Regions from separate parts of the Mus musculus genome. Here region 1 is linked to region 2. The links are chromatin contacts, called in public Hi-C maps. All regions are on one chromosome and are shown on one strand. Each heading gives the region's core, a stretch centred on a gene start, on an enhancer-like site or on the middle of the called end of the contact. The rest is flanking DNA. Distances are from core to core; before and after follow the strand shown.

What was found. Hi-C and Micro-C count contacts between places; a contact is called where the count stands out from the background.
Region 1: a contact with region 2 is called in a Hi-C map of trophoblast stem cells, with 1.7 times the contacts expected there. The contact joins two enhancer-like sites. A contact is called at or near these places in 4 of 39 promoter capture datasets (the C10 cell line, cranial neural crest and fetal liver), 2 of 15 datasets of contacts at CTCF or cohesin (large pre-B cells and stem cell-derived epiblast-like cells), 36 of 484 Hi-C or Micro-C datasets (B cells, the C2C12 cell line, the CH12 cell line and 21 more), 8 of 115 datasets of contacts at active chromatin or transcription factors (bone marrow-derived dendritic cells, embryonic stem cells, fetal liver and 1 more) and 1 of 9 other capture datasets (embryonic stem cells).

Annotation. Positions count from the first base shown.
Region 1 is chr4:135,659,028-135,663,472 of GRCm38.p6, reverse strand. No RefSeq gene overlaps it. Among named protein-coding and RNA genes, the nearest start is that of Gm30941, 7.2 kb to the right of the region's middle. Within about 2 kb of position 1,867, at least 69 of the 459 cell types and tissues checked have an H3K27ac peak or open chromatin away from gene starts, as enhancers often do. A contact at or near this core is called in trophoblast stem cells, where this site is marked.
Region 2 is chr4:135,590,726-135,595,620 of GRCm38.p6, reverse strand. No RefSeq gene overlaps it. Among named protein-coding and RNA genes, the nearest start is that of Grhl3, 20 kb to the right of the region's middle. Within about 2 kb of position 3,555, at least 5 of the 459 cell types and tissues checked have an H3K27ac peak or open chromatin away from gene starts, as enhancers often do. A contact at or near this core is called in trophoblast stem cells, where this site is marked.

The sequences.
Region 1 (4,445 bases), core at 618-3,117, 70 kb before region 2:
ACATCCAGGCATTCACACATGCACATATACATACACATATACAAACATACATATACACATACACAAACATAAACATACACATATACAAACACACTCAAACACAGACACATACACAAACATACATATACATATACACAAATGTATAGGCACATACATAAACACAAACACATAAAATAAATAAATCTTTAAAATAAAATAAAACAATTCCAGCCAGGACAGGAGATGGCTCAGATGTAAAGTCCTTGCCCAGCAACTGTAAGGACATGAGATTAGATTCCCAGGATTCAGGTAAAATGCCAATATGGTGTGTGTGTGTGTGTGTGTGTGTGTGTGTGTGTGTGTGTGTGTACACGCAGTGAAATGCCTCAGCACCTAACAGCATTTGCCAAGCAAACCTGACAGCCTGCATTTGAGCCTCAGAAACCGTGTAAAGATAGGAGAGAATTGACTCCTGACAGTGTCCTGTGACTTCCCACACCTGCATGTGCGCATGCGTACACACACACACACACACACACACACACACACACCAGCAGATGGGTCCACAGAAGGTTGAGGACTAGCTAGCCTGGCCTCTGAAGTTCCAGGTCAATGAGAGACACAGTCTCAAAAGGTAGAAGGCCCCTGAGGACAACGGCCAAGGTTGTCGTCTGACCCCTACACTCTCTGTGCGAACTCTCCACCAATAGACACAGAGAAACGATTATTCTGGCTGTAGCGGTCACTTTACTTTTAGGACTCTGACAGGCTAGGGGTGGGGCTCAGTAACAGGGGGGGTGCCTCATATGCATAAGGCCCTGGGTTCCACTCCTAGCACTGGGTGTGGGGAGGTGGGATGGGAAAGGCTCATAATGGTTTGACAAACAAACCAACAAACAAAATAGTGTCTGTGTCCTAGAAGTTTGAAAAACAAGCAAAAATTTAGTGTCTGTGTTCCACTTTGCCCCAGTGACCCCCCCCCCATCTTTTTGTCTGTGCTGGAGACTGAACCCAGGCATCCACAATACACGTTTGACCACAGATCTTTGGCCCAGCCTTGAGTCAGAACCTTTGTAATGGGCCCAAGGTCTGTTTTATTTGCTCTTAGACGTTCTCCAGCTCTGGAGCTGGGGACCCCTTTGATGGGTGTGGGGGGTGGGGGATGGGAGGTGGGAGGTGAGAGTGTGGGTGGGGTAGAGGATGGGTTAGCCGAACACACGGAGACTAGGGTGTGATGCAGGCTGAGGGTCCCCACATAGGGACTTCGCAAAGCAGCTGCTGCCACTTGTGGGTCTGTGGCAACCGTGCACCTGCTTCTCGTCAGGTGTCTCATCCCTCCAGCCAAGGCTGAGTCAGCTTGTCCTTGAAGAACCAGGTGGAAGAAGAAAGGAAGAAACCTTGAAGAGAGGAAGAAACCTTCTGTCAGTGGAGACCACTGAGGTATACAGGGGTGCAGGGACTTGGCCAAGGCCCCAGCCTTTAAGAAGACAAATCTAGTCTGGGTCTCTGCTGTAATTCTAGCACCGAGCTGAGACACGGACAGAGAAAAGCACTCTGTGTAAAGATCCCCCTGACGGTCCTCGTGGCCTTCTCTCTCTCCCTCTGTCATTGCTTCACGAGGGGGATATTGGGATATTGGTCTGGTTTCTAGAGGTTGAGTCCTGGGCGGGGCAGGCTCCAGGGTTGCTGAAAGCTGTCTGGCGTCCCCACCTGGGAGAGGGTCCCTGGTGAACACACTGCTTAGTTTCGGTCCCAGGTCCCTGCATGCTCTGTAGCCCTGCCCTGTCAGCTGAGAGGGTGGAAAGGAGGCACCCAGCCGCTCCCAGCTCTGGGCTGGGCCATGGAGCTGGCCAGCACCTGCTCAGAGCCTCTCCCACCTCTGTGGTAGCACCCACTTCCTTCCCCCCTCACTCCTCTGATTGGCCAAGGGGATCTCTAGAGGAACCTGAGAAAGCCTGAGTCAGGTTCCTGCCCTGGGGGTTCCCTCCCTGTCTCTGTGTTCTGGGTTGGCTGCCTTTTCCTTAGGGGAAGTGACTATAGGCACACAGTCCTTAGTAGCCCAACTGTGCTGACTGTAGCTTGTCTCTCCCACTGCAGTCCCTACCCTGGAGGAAGAGAGAAGAGCTTTGTAGCCCTGACGATGGCGCTGGTCCCTAAGCAGGAAAGAGCCTGACCCCTCCCCAGCTGGAACCCAGAGCTGACTCAGGAGAGGTTTGTAGACCTGGAAGCCAGGGCAGAGAGCCAACAGCTGGCTTTGACAGTGTGCAAAGAGCCAAGTGTCCTGAGGGTGTGGCATGCTCACCCCTGCCCTCCTCCCTGCCACAGGATGCTCCTCCTCCTCCTCAGTCAGCTCCACACTCCTTCCAGGAAGCCCTCTCAGATTGACCCTACCACCCTGCTCGCCCTATCCTCTGTGAAGCAAGAGGAAGAGAGGACCCTGAGAAAATGAGCATAAGAGTGAACGACTTCTAGATACTAATGCGGGGCAGAAGGGCTCTCAAGTCCTTGCTCATAGCATTGGGCTCCTCTTTGTGGGTAATTCCCTCCCCATGCATGAGTCAGACATACATACATGCACACACACGTACACACATGTGTGTAAACATACACAGACCCACACATATATACACATACATACATGTGCGTACACACACATAATGCACACACTCATGTGCACACACACACATATATATACACACATACACATGTGCATGCACACATACACACACATATAAGCACATGTGCGTACACATGTACACACCCACATATATATGCACATACATACATACATGTGCAGGCACACATACACATACAAACATGCACACACAAACTCATGTACACACAGACACACACACACACATACATGTGTGCGTGCTCACACAAGGACACACACAGAGACACCTCTATCATTATATTTTAGATTTGAACAGATATTTCCAAAGTATGTTTTGGAAGTAACTCTGCATTCACAGTTACCCAGCTGCAAAGCAACCCACTAGGGCCATGAGACGCCTGTGGTCATAGATTTGGCAGCCTAGGATCTTGGGCTCAATCAAGTCCCTATGCTGCAGGCCTTCTCAGAACCTTTAGTGGTAAATAGACTTCCCAATTTCCCAGCACCTGCAGTTTTCCAAATGTACATGGCCTTAGAATTGTGTATCTTGGCTGGGCGTTGGTGGCACATGCCTTTAATCCCAGCACTTGGGAGGCAGAGGCAGGCGGATTTCTGAGTTCAAGGCCAGCCTGGTCTACAAAGTGAGTTCCAGGACAGCCAGGGCTACACAGAGAAACCCTGTCACCAAAAAAAAAAAAAGAATTATTTATCTTATTTTTTTTTTTGAGATGATCTTGTTGTGTAGCCCAGGCTAGTCTCAACCTCAGTATCCTCCCCCACCCCACCCCACGTCCCCAGCGCTGGCATTATAGATGTTCACCACAGCAGCTGGTGCTCTCGCTTTGTTTTTGATAATAAGATGGCTCATGGTGGGCCTAGCGTGTACCTGAGCTAGCTTTGAAATGATGGGATACAGAATATTCTAGAAAGGGCAGAGCCAGCTCAGGGTTGACTTTATAACAACATAATAAGTCTGTGGAATGAGAGCTTGCTCCATGTCAGATCTCAGAGTCTCAGAACAACGGCTGAGATATGTTCTATTCCAGAAGGTGGGGAGAGCACCTAGCTCACTGAGTAAGTCTGCCGTAATCCACCGATCCGTGGGTCCCTCCGAGCCGTGGATCCTGCAGTTATGGGATTTGGGTGGGGTGGGTCCTCTGGCGTATTGTGTTCTCAAAGGACAGAATTCAGTCACTAGATGCAGAACACTTCGGCAGAGTTTGTTTAGCAAAGCAAGGCAAACGTTCCAAGATCGGAGTGGGCCGCTCCTGGTGGCCAGGATAGCACGATGACTCTGGCTTTTGGATTTCAAACCGTTTCTTGTAAGTATTTATGAGATTCATGGCGTGTTCATCGGTAAGTCATGGAGGCCTAGGTGCCATCCTTTAAGGTATTACTGCCCATCCCCCGTCCCCACCCCGGTCTTCTATAAAGGCCAGCAGAGGGTAAGGTGTCAGAACCACAATGCAAATGGTATTGTAATGAGCCCCATGTCGTTGATAATGCTCCTGGGGCCTTAGTTTCTGATAAATTGGAACAACCCTCATGGTTTAATCACAAAGGACAGCTCTGGCCATCAGCAGACACAGCTACCAATACCCAGATGCAGCTTTCCCAGGCCACCTCGTACGTACCCCAGCTTGCAAACTGCAACTGGCGTTTCTCAGAACAAGATCCTAGGCTATTTTCAGCCTCTGTTCGAGGGCAACACAGAACGGCACTCAAATTCTCATTGGCCGCCATGGCACAGGCAGTGCTGATGGACTGGTACTCAAGGTGCGGGGTCCCCCACTGGACTGATCATGGGCTCTTTACTCTGAGGGAAGGCTGGGAGGTTTGACCACTGGGGATG
Region 2 (4,895 bases), core at 2,306-4,805:
GGGGGTGTTGACACACACCTTTGATCCCAGCACTCAGGAGGTAGAGACAAATGGATATTCATGAGTTCAAGGCTAGCTTGGTCTTCAGAGCAAGTTCCAGGACAGCCAGGACTGCACAGAGAAACCCTGTCTCCAAAAACCAAAATTAATAAAGAAATAAATAAAACAGCCCTCATGACTGGGGAGATGGCTCATTTGGTAAAGTGCTTGTCACATAAGCACGAAGACCCAAATTTGAGCCCCCAGAACCCTTTAAACCCACCATAGTAGGAGGTCTGTCATCTTAGAACTTGTGAGGCAGGGGAGGTAGGAACATTGGGTCTTGCTGGCTACCAGTGTAAATGAATCTGTGAGCTCCAGGTTCAGTGAGAGATGCTGTCTCAAGAAATAAGGCAGAGGCCGGCATGGTGGCACAGGCCTTTAATCCCAGTGCTCGGGAGGCAGAGGCAGGCAGATTTCTGAGTTCGAGGCCAGCCTGCTGTACAAAGTGAGTTCCAGGACAGCCAGGGCTATACAGAAAAACCCTGTCTCGGAAAACCAAATAAATAAATAAATAAATAAATAAATAAATAAATAAATAAATAAGGCGGAGGTTGCTGTCCGAAGAGAAACCGTCAGACTATAACAGGGTGGGAGGACTGTGCTTCTCTGAAGGTGGAAGTAGAGAGTGAATGTAAAATATTGTATTTTCTTGCTTGAAACGTTTTAACGTAATAAAATATATGTATGTACCTTTGTATATGTACTGTGAGAAGTCAACCTTAAAACTTTTTCTTCTTGCTGTGCTGGGGATCCAGCTCAGTGCCCCAGCATGCTAGGCAAGCACTCTCCCACAGACCCACAGTGCGGGCCCTTGGGGAAACGCTGCTAAGAATTTCCATTTGGTTCCCTGCAGGCAGTCCTTGCTGGCAGTATCTATCCTGCAAAGTTGCAGCAAAGACCGGATTGGTAAATACCTGGCCTCTTCGAGAGAAAAACAGCACCTTCCCCAATCATGGTCTGTCGCTTGCATGTGCTCCTGTTTAAATACATCTGTCTTCCTAGTTTATTTGTATTTTATGCGCATTGGTGTTTTGACTGCATGCATGACTGTATGAGGCCAGCTAGTGCTCTTAACCGCTGAGCCATCTCTCTAGCCTTAAATACACCTCACTTAATAGAAATCATGTATTCATGTGTAAATGAAGTTTGCCTGACATACATGTTCTTGGACCACAGCTTTCTTACGCTGAAGAACACATACCTGAGAGCTGTCTATGTATGCATATATGGTGTCTCCATGATTGCAGGGGTGTGAGCATGAGGGTGCATGTTTATGTGGGAACCAGAGGGCGTCCTCGGACATCCTCCTTCAGGCAACCTCCACACTGCTTTTTCGAGATGGGCGAGATGGGATCTCTCACTGGCCTGGTGCAGACTTGGGTTCTGCAGACAGAGCGCAAAACCAAAAACCACTTTAGTGATGAAGCTATCTACCCAGTCGCGCTTGACAGTCACTTTAAACCACAAAGTTACCCAACAACAGCAACAACAACAAAAAACCCTGAAATGTGGCATGTGTGACGTTATGCAGATCTTCTGAAGGACTCCTATCCGTGGGGCAGGAGCCAGATGAAGAAAGAATATTGCTTTGTTTGATCTCAGCAGGGCTTGCGTCAGGACACTAAAGCCTTTGCTACTCTGTGCGAGTGAAGACTGGTTGGAGGGCCACAAACAGGCTAGCTTGGCAGATAGTCTGCTCAAGACACCAAAACCATTGTGTTTTGTTCATAAGTACGAGTCTTGTCAACATTTCTATAAAGCAATCTGAAGAGAAGCCATCAAAGCCTCAGGAGGAAGTGTGGCGGTCTGTGGAGTGGGTAAGGAGACTGTGGATGCAGAGAGAGCATCAACCGTGTGGACTTCAACCTTCCGCTCCTTGGAAGGCTGTTTAGCTGCCGTAAGCCCCTTGGTGTCCCTGGCTGCCACCAGCTGGCTGGTGGCCTTCCGGATGTCAGCATCTGCATATGGATTCCTCTGCTGGCGTGGATGTTGGGTATCTGTCAAGTAGCTGGTATGGTACTTCGTAGTGAGAAGTTAGGTTTCTTTAAATAACACAGAAATATTATGGGAAACATGTTTTTGTTTTAACCCCAAGTGTGGGATCTGGGGCTGCTTCACAGCAGGTGACTGTGATTTTCCTAGTGCTCTAGCAGAGGCATGGGCTTTGCCAGCCGCAGACAGTTTCTGCGATTGTGTAACACTTGGCATTCTGGGGACTTTTCGGAGGATGTATAAATGTGGGAGCTCCCATAGAAGGGGCTGGTTGGGTGGTTGGTGGTTGGCTGCTGTTGGTTGCAGTTGTTGCAGTTTGTCAAGCAGTCAAGTGCAAAGAGACAAAAAGATGAAATTAGATACCCTGATGGCAAAGATTTAAACTTGTCCCAAGGAACTCGATGCCCCTAATCAGCAAGAAGTAGTCTAATGATATCATCACCCCCTTTCCCCTCTATCCTAGTGTTAGGGGGTCCAAGGGGTGGAGAAAGAAGGGAAAAAAGGAACCCACAAAGTAGCCAAAAGTTCAGCTACAGTGCTTGCCATAGAGGTGCTCAAACAAACAGACAAACAAACAAAAACCACAGCAACAAAAGACCCAGCTGTTGTAACGCTGGTGATCTCCCCGTGTTCTGCATGATGTCAGAGTGTTTGGCCAAGGTTTGGGGGAGGGATATCTTATGTTCATGCTCTCATGGGGCCCACCTAGTCCCTCTGTGGCTCCTCAGGCAACTATCCTAATATCAAAAACTAGTCAATAAAAAATTTCATGACCTTGAGCCAATTGGATTGCTTTATTTTTGAAAGAAAAGCCCTGTCCTCTCATCTCTGTCATTTCTGATTCGGCCCTGGGTCTCCACTCTCCTCCTGGGACTCACAGGAGACTCATCCACAGGATCTTGCTGGGGTGTGACTAACAGACAAGAGTGAAGGCCAGATAGCAGCTCACCCGGGCAGGGCAGGCCTGTAGCTTCCCACCAGCTCAGCACAGAGTCTGGCTCAGATTGGCAGCCTGGGAATGGCTAAGCTGAAGAGAAGAGAGCAAGACCAGTAGATGAACGGAAAGAACTTCTTTCCTGTCCACGGCTGAAAAAGCAAGCAACTGATACACAGTACAAACTGCCACAGAGTGTTCCCCTGCCTAGCTGGCTGCTCTCACGACAGTCTTGGAGGCAAGTGTTATTGTCCCCATTTTATAGAGGTACAAACGGAGGCGCTAAAAAGCAAAGTCACATGTCCAACATCACACAATTCATTGCTAGGGCCAGCTAAGCTTGTACCCACATAGCTGTCTTCAGAGGCTGCCCCCCAGGTAGTGTCACTCTCTAGCCTGTCTCTTTGGTACCGCCCTCCAAAGGTGATTGGGGGGGTACCTCAGAGCTGCCATCCTGGGCCCAGGCTCTGAGACTCCTCTGCTCGTTCTACTGCCTGGTTCCAGCAATCCTCGCAGCCCATCCCCCTCACCTTTCCTTCCTGCAGCCAGTGACACGCCCAGCCCAGTAACTCCCTGTCCTCTGAGTATGTTCCTGTTCAGAGGCCTCTGGGCAATTCCTTCTTCCTACTCAAGTCCATCCCAGGGGACGCCCTGCTCATGCCACTCTTCTGCCTGTGCCTGTGATGATGCTGTCCACCATGACCATCCCAACCCAAGACATTTCCAGCCCAGACCCCGAGAATCAGCACCCTTTTGAAGGAAGATGCCCACCTCTACAAATGCTGTAAAAATCAGCACCATTGGTCCTGGGGATCAAGTGATCTGACAGGTCCCTGCCATCAGGGGTCACCAGAGGAGAGACATTCAGACCCACTGTAGTATGGCTCTCTGGCAAAGGAACCTGGAGCAGGAACACCGAGCTGCTCTTTAAAGGCATGGATGCTTGGAGCCACCAAGGAATGTTCTTGATGGATACAGAATGAGCCAGCCTTGAGTCCCAGTGCGGAAGATGCAAGGACAGGAGCATGCTGTTATCTGTCTGCAGGGACTGTGCTAGGTGGTGGGGACCAGGACACAAACTTGCTGGTCAAATTTGCACAGTCCAATGGTTAATCACAATGGCTCATGGGGGTAAAGAAGCCCATGGATCAAGTATGTCCACACTCGAGCAACCTCTCTCCCCTCTTTGAGCCCCAGTTTTCCGTCTGTGAGTAAAGGGTTAATAAAAGAATGTCGTAGGGCTAATAATATACCTGTAGTACCAGAGCAGGTTTATGCACACAGTAGCCACTGTGCATACATGAGTGACAGATTCTATCTGTCCTGCTGGGCCATTGGGATGGGTCCATTAGATCACAGCCAGATCCTGGCAGGCATGCACATCGCTGAGAGGAGCTGTTATTTAATATGAATTTGGCTCAAATTCAATCCATTACATATATGCTCTTGGGAAGGAACCAATAAATATCTGGGCAGAAACCTTAGGGATAAGTCTCACTCTGCTGTCTCCCAGGAAAGGGACTGTAGTTATCTTTTTTTGTGGGTGGGGGTTCTGAGGTACAGTTCTAGATGTGACCCGCTATCCAGCTCAGAGACAAAGTAACCTTCCATCTCGTCTCCATCTGGTTCACCTCCAAACCCTGTGATTGCCCATCCATGCAGAGATATGACCTGACCCCCAGAACAGTGAGGTGCCCCAATGCCCCGGGGGCCTCCAGTGTGGAAAAAGGGTCCATAATTACAGCTTTCATCAAGGAAGTTCCTGCTGGGTCCCTCCCCTGCCCCTCCTACCTAGGTGTGCCCTGAAGCCCATGTCAACCCACATTGACTGATGGCTTGGCGCATGCTAATAGCACATTGTGCAATGTATCTCATCTAATCCTCTTGATTTCCCCCAGTTTCCAGATCAACAAGGCAAGGCATACCA